Regions from separate parts of the Anser cygnoides genome. Here regions 2 and 3 are each linked to region 1. A link is a contact called in public Hi-C data. All regions are on one chromosome and are shown on one strand. Each heading gives the region's core, a stretch centred on a gene start, on an enhancer-like site or on the middle of the called end of the contact. The rest is flanking DNA. Distances are from core to core; before and after follow the strand shown.

Region 1 (3,292 bases), core at 123-2,622:
ACATGCATTATTTACTTATCCATTTAAGTTAACATAATGCAAAGTATAGGGATAGCCCTGTTCTCTGCATTTTGGGAGGTAGAATGACTATAGAAAAACTGGGGGGGGGAAATCAAGGACTTATCTGTGTGCAGAAAGCTAATTTTTAACTTTTTATCAGTGCTGACAAAGTAAACGTATTAGAGGTCATGGTATTCTGCAGTGTGTTGGGAGTTAACAGATTATGAAGTGACAAATGCAGGCGTGTAAGATTCATCATCCATAGTGGTCGTTTCAAACAAGCACAACTTACAGGCTTTCCGCTCATGGGCCTTGTATTCTGTTATATGTCCCAGGACAGGATATTGCTACTGGTAACCTTCAAAGTTAGAGCAGCACCTGTGAGACTTATCTTGTGCATCTCAGAATTACCCAATCATGTGTGACGCTAAACACAAGACAGACTTCTACCAGCACACTCTGAACACATTGTGGTTTTTACCAAAATGCATATCTGTTTCCATTTGACTTTTAAATACTTGTTCTTTACTTTTCCCTGAGCATTTCACTTTTTTCAAAAGAAGAAACAAGTCTTGCAGCACTCATGAAGGACAAAATTTTTATTATTTTTCTGTAAAATTGACGCTTGCAAGGGTCATATATAGTTACATTTTACTTGTTAAATATTCTTGTTCTGATATCAAGAGCCTTTTATCTGTTTGCTTGCAGAAGTCCAGAGCTCAGAGGAATATGCTCAGTTGCTGAAGAAACTCATCAGATCTCCAAATATACCTCCCCAGTATTGGCTCACACTCCAATATTTGCTCAAACATTTCCTCAGACTTTGTCAAGCCTCCAGCAAAAACCTCCTGAATGCAAGGTCTCTAGCTGAAATTTTCAGCCCTCTGCTTTTCAAATTCCAGATAGCAAGGTACGTGGGACATCTTTATTATATTCTGTATTGTAAACTTGGGTTAACTACATACGAAAACAAGTTTAATGAATTAATTTTCTGGCCTGACTTCCCATGTGGAGGGCATTATTGTATTTTTTTTCCAATTCTTTTGAATAACACTAATGTAAACTTCTGTATTTTTCCTGTTTCTTACTGTCTAATCCATCTCTTGCAGCTCTGATAATACTGAACACCACGTAAAGATCCTAGAGGTTTTAATCACAAGTGAATGGAATGAGAGACAACCTGTACCAGGTAAAAATTCCTAATTTTAAAAGTTTTATGGTGTTATTTTCTTTAATATTTAAGTTTGTATTTAAGGACAGGAAATGTTCATTGTTTTTCTTTTTAATGAAACAATGCAAAAGTAGATAATTACAGAACCAAGTTATTTATATTTTCCATAGTGAGGTGCAACATTTGTTTTATAAGAAACTGTCTTTTTTATTAAAATCAGTTTAGTATCCATGGTTTCTACAGCCTCATGGTATTCCTTTCTTTTTCGTTAAAAAATAGGAATTTTTGTAAACCAGTAAAATGTGTATCATACAGTGGTAGGGGTGGGAGGAGTATATTCTGAAGATTTTAGTTAACTGCCACTCTACTCCCAGACAAATTTTCTTGAACTACAATACCCCATAGAGATCATCTGAAAAAATCGAGATTTTCCCCTTTACTTACATATATTTATTATTTTAATCCAGAGACTCAAAAGATTTATTAATCAGTATCAATAAACTGTGCAGAAAATATTAAAACCCCATTCAAGAAAATTAGTTTACACTTATTTTGATTCCGTGAGTTAGCATCTAATTTAGTTAACGAACAGTAAAACACACCTCTAACTTATGCAAAAATCCCTGTTTTTAAATCAAATATTTGGTAGGAGGAAGGCAGAGTTGCTTTCTGTGTGAAAAGGAAATTATTAATGCAGGGGGACTTTGTATGTTAGCTTGAGGTAATTCATTTTACAGCTTATTAACAAAGAATATCTAAGCAAAGGATGGGGCCATAGTGAATAGAACCCTGGGCATGTTATAGCTCTCCCACCTCTATTGACAGTACAAGGTAAAGTTCATGGCAGTAAGATTTGTAGGGCTGCTTATGTTTTGAAGAGCTAGAACACAGCAGCAGAAAAACAGCAACAGAACAACAAAAAAAAGCATTATCACTGGTATTTCTGGTAGGTTCATTATATAAGCCCCTTCATCAACTAATGAAGGTTAATTTTAAGTGGCTAAAACAAAGACTTCTGTTCCTACTGCTGTGATTGAAAGGTTTTTCCAACCTTCCTAGCTCTGTTAGGAACCTTTGCCTAACAGTTAGTGTACATGTATTTTCAGCTAATTTATAGTTCCTTGGTTTTCTTCAATTTTCTCAAAATAGTTAAGGAGGCATTTCTAGAAACACAGTGTATTTCCCTTCCTAATGTTTCATAACAACCAGCAGAGTCCAAACTTTTAACAACTACTTGTCTTACCTTATTAAGCAGCAAATAACTGCTTATTGTTAAAGAATGAGTGTATCTTTGCCATGTGTTTCAAGCCTTAAAAAGCAAAATACACTGTTGAAACCTCTATATTCTACAGAGTTTGATAACAGCATTTTTTGAAATGATGTGTTTGCAAATGCTTCAGGATATGTAAATTTACATGGCTTGAGGCACCGGTTGGGTGGGGCATTACAAAGATGGGGTCAATAGTGAGAGTTTCTTAAGTTGCACTTAAGAGATCACTTAGTTGCATATAGCTCTGAGTTGCTTCCTATGAGGAAAATATAAAAGTGAAAGGTGTTGATGTTAGAACTACTAATGAGGACACGAAGTGTAGTCATCCTGAGAGTATCGTTAGAGTACTTGAAGAAATGTGGCTGTATCAATCAGATTTATAGGGTTTGACATTTCATTAACCATTAAAATCATGACACTGCATTAATCATTAAAAGCAAATATTTGTTTTTAATATTTCATCTGAATTAATAAATGTTTTGTAATACAATTGTCTATTTTGAGGATCCTTCTGGGATTTTTTATATAATCTGTTACAAAAATAGATCTTATGCGTGAGTTTCACAGTCCATCCCCGGCAATGAAATGTTTTTAGTAGAACATTTGCATATCTATAAATACACTGAAAAAAAATTACAAATTTTCAAACTTTGTGGTTAGCTAGTCTCTGCTCTTAGACCTCTAAAGTGCTCAAATACTTGTCAAAATTTGAATCTTTATAGAATGCTACATGAATCTACAGTATTGGGACACGAGCCTATGTTCAACACCTTAATTGTTCAGTGACCTGAACATCTGAAATGCTCTGTTTTTTATAGTTCTTATAGAGGATTATAAGATGTATTTTTCAA
Region 2 (3,234 bases), core at 506-3,005, 160 kb after region 1:
AACAAAAAGCTCAGGGTGGTGAAGCAATTGCAGTCAAATGAACACACACACACAGACATGCACAAAAGGTACACGTTACCAGGCATGTCTGTATCAGCCATTCTGCACAGGGGACTGCAGGCACCTGCAGACATGTCCATTGAGTAATCCCAGGAGACAATGAACAATGTTGTTAGCATTTCTTTTTGCAAATAAAAGGGATACCCATTAAATATTTTAGTGTATTTGGTAGCAGCATTTTCAACATTCTCCACAATTTACATACAATAAATTAAAAATAAAACACAAACTCTTTTTTCTTAGTTTGTGTTACCTAGCTGTTCATTATCCTGGAGACTGAATTTACCTTAAAATCCGTTCCAAAATATAATTTTTTGTTTTGTTGTTTTTCCATGAATATAGAAGTCATTGCTCAAAGTACAATTCTGTGCAACTTTAGCACATTGCTAAAAAGATGCTGACAGTGTCAAGATACTGAAGATAAGGGCTGTATAAATGATTTCAGGGCTGGAAGAGAGGTACAGGGAAAGACTTCAGAAGTTTGATTTGCACAGTTTAGCAAAGCAACATTCATGTGGCTTCTTTAGGCAGTGAAAATGCTGAGTCCTAGAGGCGCTTTTAAGTTCAAGGAGAAATGCTCTGGCAAAACTAGCAGGTGGAAATTTAAGAAGGAAATGCAACTAAGGAACAGGTAGCCATTTTTAAACAGGATGCATGGCAGCTTTTGAGCAAACAACCAAGGAAAGTGACAGCTTCTACTAACCAAAAGCATGTGACTTTAAAGAAAGTTTAGTTTTGTCTAGCAAAGTTAGAACATGTGAATTGTAATCAATGTCCTTCAGCATAGAGGAAATACAAAAGTCTGGAGGAAATTGTTTTCTCCTGCTTTAGCTTTGGTGATTATAAAGTGTCTATTCTGCAGATGTGAAAACAAATTCAGAACTACCACCCTGATATCTTATGCTCACTGCAAAGCCCTGAGAAAAATCATCCAGTAACGCCTCTGACACACTGAAAATCATCATGTTTTGCACAAGAAACGAAAGCAGATAATTTTGTAAAGGTCAAATTCTCATATCTGAATGCCACAGGCAGCCTCATCTGCTCATCTTACTTAATATAAGAAATTAATAAAACCATTACCTCACCAAGCCTACTCTGGACAGATGGTTATCTTGCTAAATAGATGGCTTAACACAGTAGATCGGCTTCGTGCTGAGACAGGAGTGCAGAACACTTTTGATCTGCTGTCTAGAAGCTGCTGTGACCACTTTCCCTCCCTTCTAGGAACAGCAGGGATTTTTTGTTCAGACAGGTAATGATGGAAAAGATTGTCCAACAAAAGCAGGCACTTGGTTTATGAATAACACGGGCATTAGCTATTTCTGCAGCAAAACTTAGAAGCCATCACACCAAATCTGTGATTTAGGACAACCAAGAGGAGATGTACTTTGTTTATTTGTTTTTATAGTACTTCAGTGATCACAGAAAAATTCAGTTGCAAGTATTTCCTGATGCTGCTCCTTGGAACTATTATTTTTAGCCTGTATAACTCCTCTCCAACCCCGGAATTTTTGGCAATGCAAAGCAGTAGCTAGGCCAGGAGTTAATGATTATGAGATAAGCATTTATCTCACTTGGTGCCATGTCGGCTTGTTCTACTTTCAAATATTATTTGCTCTTATGCATGCTGTTCTTCTGCCAAAGCTGAAGACAAATTATTATTCTTTTTCCAAGAAAGAAAGCACTGACTGGATTCCAATTAACTGTGTGGGTTTTAAGTACAATCTTTTTATTGCTCCTTTTTTTTTTCCCATTTATCACTATCACATACTTGTCATCTGTTACTCTGTACCCTTCCAACTCTTTTCTCATATCTGAAGATACACTTGTAGTAAGGGCATTTGAGCAAAAACTGAGTTTTCAAGTTCTCATCTGAAAAGACAGGGAAGGGTCCCAGGGGCTTTATCAGTTTTCTAGCATGCTTATGCATGCTCCAGAAATGTCCCAATTACAAATATTTACTAAGTAGTTTTCTCCTGCACTGTACCCTGCATTACTTTTGCCCTTAGATTTCATTTTTGTTCTGCAGGATGGAGCCCCAGGTTACTATCAGGCAGCCAGAGCCATTTACTGTTTCCAGAGTGTTGCTCTTTGCTGTGCAGTTGAAAATAGCAACAGCATGAAGACCCAAGAAAAGAGCAACAACCTCTGTTTGTTTTATTATTTATCTAGGAATTGTTTTTCCATGGGTTTTCTTTTCAGTGTAAACGGATGGATTTGAGGATGAAAATGGAAGGTATTTCTCTCTACAGAGCAGGTTCCACTCTAGAAATTTTTTTCTGTCTAAAGAAATTGGCCACAGAGCTATCAGCCACTGTCATGCATAAGTCATTATAAGGAGAAGCAATAAACGGGCAGTATATCACATCCTATGTCCTTCTTGTATTTACTACTTGCTAACTGATAACTGGAGTTCAGGTAAAACTCAAAAGCTGACACACTGGAATTACTAAATCCTTTAATATCCTGAACATAGAGTAAGAAATGTAGAATACAGGGAGGTCCCCCCACCCCAGGAAGATATTAATCTGTAAATCCAGTAAAAACACTACATTGCTCAGAGTATCCTCACACTCTCGCTTTCCTGATCAATGCTTTCCATAAATGAGGTCTGCTTCTGCCCACATTTCTCTGGTCCATAGCTTATATTTTTCTCATTTCATTGGTCTACAGTTTCTGTAAATTTAATTCTGCATTCTGGTCTACTTCTTGTTTTGCCTTACTTTTCTACTGACCACATGAAGATATTTTTAAAATTAAAAAATAAATTTTGTTATAACTAATAACCACTGAATGATTCATGCTTCTTTATTTTAAAGCTTTTTTTTTTTTTTTTTTTGCAGTTGTTTACTAATTAGTCTAACTGGTGTACCTGTGAGATGAATTTCTTTTTTATTTTCCTTTTTCCCTTGATATTTGACTTTTTCTGAGGACTAAACTGAGCAGTAGTTTATGGTTTCAGGTTTTCAGTAACTAATGATTTTCATCAATTCCACCAACCCCAAACACATATTGGCTAAAACTTCTCTGGCATATTTTTGCTCTTTTGTCATGAGGTAACAGGAAACAGAAGAAAAAGTTCTGCTGGTGACTCAGTTCGTTATGGATTTATCAAATTGCAGTACCTAAGGCACATAGAAAAATGCAGCATTAAATTAACTGTTGTGATTC
Region 3 (2,942 bases), core at 119-2,618, 230 kb after region 1:
TCAAAAAATCCTAGTCCACAGTCACTCTCATCTTCTATTGCACAGAACTTGCAAGGCTGTATATATTGACCAGCTTGTTCAGAAGGAAAGGGGTGATATAACACATTGCAGCTGGTTACTACTATCTATTCTATCAGATTCCTGCCAGCACAGCCTCCTTCAAAAATGAAAACTATTGGTTTTTACCCTTTTGCTAGTGGTAACAGCTGCAATGTACATCTGAGTACAATCCAGTCCCATTTTCAGGACACTGGAAATGCTTAAACTTGCTGAGCCCAACTGGATTCTTACTTTACTACATCACACAGCATACAAAACTGTGATAAGACAGGCTGCATAGACTATGTACAAGTTTAAGAACAAACATGCTTCCTTTGAAGGACAGTAAAAGTAAAGGAGAAGATCTGAGTACAGGGTGTGAAAGCCACGGTCACAAAAAATCTCTAGCAAATCTCTCTGTGATATACATGCAAGATATTTTATCTTTTTTTTCTTAACAGAGGTCATTGTAATACAATGGTAGGCTGACATGCCCTGGTTAGATCATCATCCGCAGCACTGTTTGATGACTTAGCCCCCAAGCTCCAGGGCCTCACACCTGTTGTATACAAGCACCTGGGAAGCTGAGGCAGGCAGGGAGGGGATTCACCTGCCACCACAAGCAGAAACCTGCTCCCATTCCCCCTTGTAAGTCATTGCTTTCTGCCTGCTGCAGAGATAGTAGGGGATGCTTTGTATCTTGTGTCGAGTCTGGCTGTCATTTCTGCCCCAGCAATGAGAGAGTACGACCCCACCAATATCCTTCTTTGACTCCTCAGTGTGGCCACCTACTTCCAGAGCTTTGACATCGGGCTGAGCAGTTCTTTAACCCGGGCACAAACCACAGCCAGGGACCTGAGGAAGGGACTTTGGAGGCTGTGCCTGGTACCTGTGTGGGTCCCAGTGGGTGCAGGGGAACACAGGGGACAGAGAAGGTGAAGCTTTCTGCACTGCTGTATGCTGCTGCACGCTGCCAGCACCGGGGCTGACCGTAGAAGCGAGCTGGCGATACCCGAAGAAACGAGCTGGGGAGACAAATAACCCTCCCAGTTTACTATGTTTATGTTAAATGACCACTCAGAGAACCATTCCAGTTTATTACGTTTACGTTTAATGACCACTCCCGCAGACAACCCGAACGCCCCCCCCACGCACCCAAGATGGCGCCCCCCTCAGCCCCCCGTTCCCGCCCAAACCCCGCCCCTCCCGCAGGGTCGCCCTGACGCGCGGCCGCCGTCCCCCCCCCCTTCCCCGCGGCGCAGCACTGAGCGCTTCCGGCGGCTGCGGACGTGGCGGCGGCGGCGCCTGCGCCCCGAGCGCGGCGCATGCGCAGAGCCCGGTGGCGGCGGCGCCGGCGTCGAGGAGCGGGCGCCCAGGCTGAGGCGCCCCCGCGGCGGGGGAGGCCCGGGCCGGGCCGCAGCGCCCCGCCATGGAGGAGAAGTACAGCGGGCAGGCCTTGGCCGCCGGCGGCGTGCTGGGGCCCGTGGATGTGCCCAGCGCACGGTAACGGCCGCGGCGGGGAGCGGGCGGGAGGAGGGTGAGGGGACAGGGCCTCACTCGAGAGGTGTTTGAGGGGTGGGGGTCGTGAGGCGGGTGGGGGTGTGAGGGGGGGGGCTTGGGGGGTGTGGAGGAGGTTGGGGGGGTGTGTGGAGGGGGTTGGGGTATGTGTGGAGGGGGTGTGGAGGGGATTGGGGGTGTGTGGAAAAGGTTGGGGAGTGTGTGGAGGGGGTTGGGGGGGGTGGACTTGGAGGGTGTGTGGAGGGGGTTGGAGGGGATATGGCAGCCCCCGGTGCTGATTTTCTCCCCTCTCCCGCAGGCTGACCCGGTACGTCGTGCTGCTGTGCTTTGCGAAGTTCCTGAAGGCCGTGGGGCTCTTCGAGTCCTACGACCTGCTGAAGGTGGTCCACCTCGTGCAGTTCATCTTCGTGGTGAAGCTGGGGTGAGTGTGCCGGAGGTGGCGCCTGTCAGTACAGCACGCTTTGGCTGCGGGTTCAGGGTCCTTGTTGAGATTGTACTGGGCGCTGTGTTGTTGTGGAGCGATCAAGGAGGAAAGGACTTGGAGGTGGATCAAGGAAAGGTGCTGATCGCACCAGTGTTTTGCTCTCTTATCTGCACTCGTAATAATTTCAGAAGCTGCAGAGGGCTACTTAAGAATTGATGGTTTATGATAGTACTCGGTATAGAAAACCTAAGTGTGTCCGAATTTTCCTAAGGTGTAAAAGATGAGTGCTTTCTTGTACAACTTGTATTCTTGTAGTTCTTACAAGCTTCAACTGATATTTTTCCCTGATTGACAATTAAAGTGTGGAAATTGATAGCAAGTATACAGAACCAGCCTTTGATAACTTACATGCACGGTCCTACTTCATGTTCAGATGATACGATGTGGAAGAGCATTTCCGTAGGTTGGCAGCACTGAAATTTTTCTAAGGTTGAAATGTTTCTAAGGTTGGCAGCACTGAAATGTTTGGGACTTCATTTTCTCCCTTTTATTTCAATTTGTTGACGTTTCTTGGCTTTTTGGTAGTGTGTTCCCAGATAGCATGGTCTTTTTTTCTCCATCACTTATCCTTGATCACAGTTCAGGAAGAAACGTCTTGTTTTCTGTCATTTCTAACAGAACGTTGTAGTCAGCATTCAGTATGTGAGGAGGCCTTTGGTTGCATGTATTTTGCTAACAGAAGGTACATTATTAGTGCTGTACCAACATTCTCCTAAAAAACCTTTCTGAGATCAATTATTTTGATTTTTGTAAGGCAAGGGTAGATTTGTTCAAGCATGGTATTGCTAGACTGCCAAGGGAAGTGGTTGTCCTGCTCTGCTCTGCACTGCTGCAGCCGCACCTCAAGTACTGTGTGCAGTTCTGGGCAGTGCAATAAAAGAAGGACATAAAACTGTTAGAG

The links. A called contact is a pair of places that touch in the nucleus more often than the background predicts.
Region 2: a Hi-C map of liver shows a contact between it and region 1, with 2.0 times the contacts expected there. The contact joins two enhancer-like sites. A contact is called at or near these places in 2 of 7 Hi-C or Micro-C datasets (granulosa cells and liver).
Region 3: a Hi-C map of liver shows a contact between it and region 1, with 7 times the contacts expected there. The contact joins the promoter of SLC30A5 here to the enhancer-like site in region 1. A contact is called at or near these places in 2 of 7 Hi-C or Micro-C datasets (both in liver).

Annotation. Positions count from the first base shown.
Region 1 is chrZ:77,436,744-77,440,035 of Taihu_goose_T2T_genome, forward strand. It overlaps PIK3R1 (phosphoinositide-3-kinase regulatory subunit 1), which reads left to right. Exons shown (of 16, transcript XM_066987706.1): 6 at 709-910; 7 at 1,110-1,189. Among named protein-coding and RNA genes, the nearest start is that of PIK3R1, 39 kb to the left of the region's middle. Within about 2 kb of position 1,373, at least 1 of the 3 cell types and tissues checked has open chromatin away from gene starts, as enhancers often do. A contact at or near this core is called in liver, where this site is marked.
Region 2 is chrZ:77,597,131-77,600,364 of Taihu_goose_T2T_genome, forward strand. The region is part of intron 2 of LOC106042080 (a long non-coding RNA gene); the gene reads right to left. Among named protein-coding and RNA genes, the nearest start is that of SLC30A5, 73 kb to the right of the region's middle. Within about 2 kb of position 1,756, at least 1 of the 3 cell types and tissues checked has open chromatin away from gene starts, as enhancers often do. A contact at or near this core is called in liver, where this site is marked.
Region 3 is chrZ:77,670,285-77,673,226 of Taihu_goose_T2T_genome, forward strand. It overlaps SLC30A5 (solute carrier family 30 member 5), which reads left to right and starts at 1,369. Exons shown (of 16, transcript XM_066988663.1): 1 at 1,369-1,542; 2 at 1,856-1,978. The coding sequence starts at 1,469.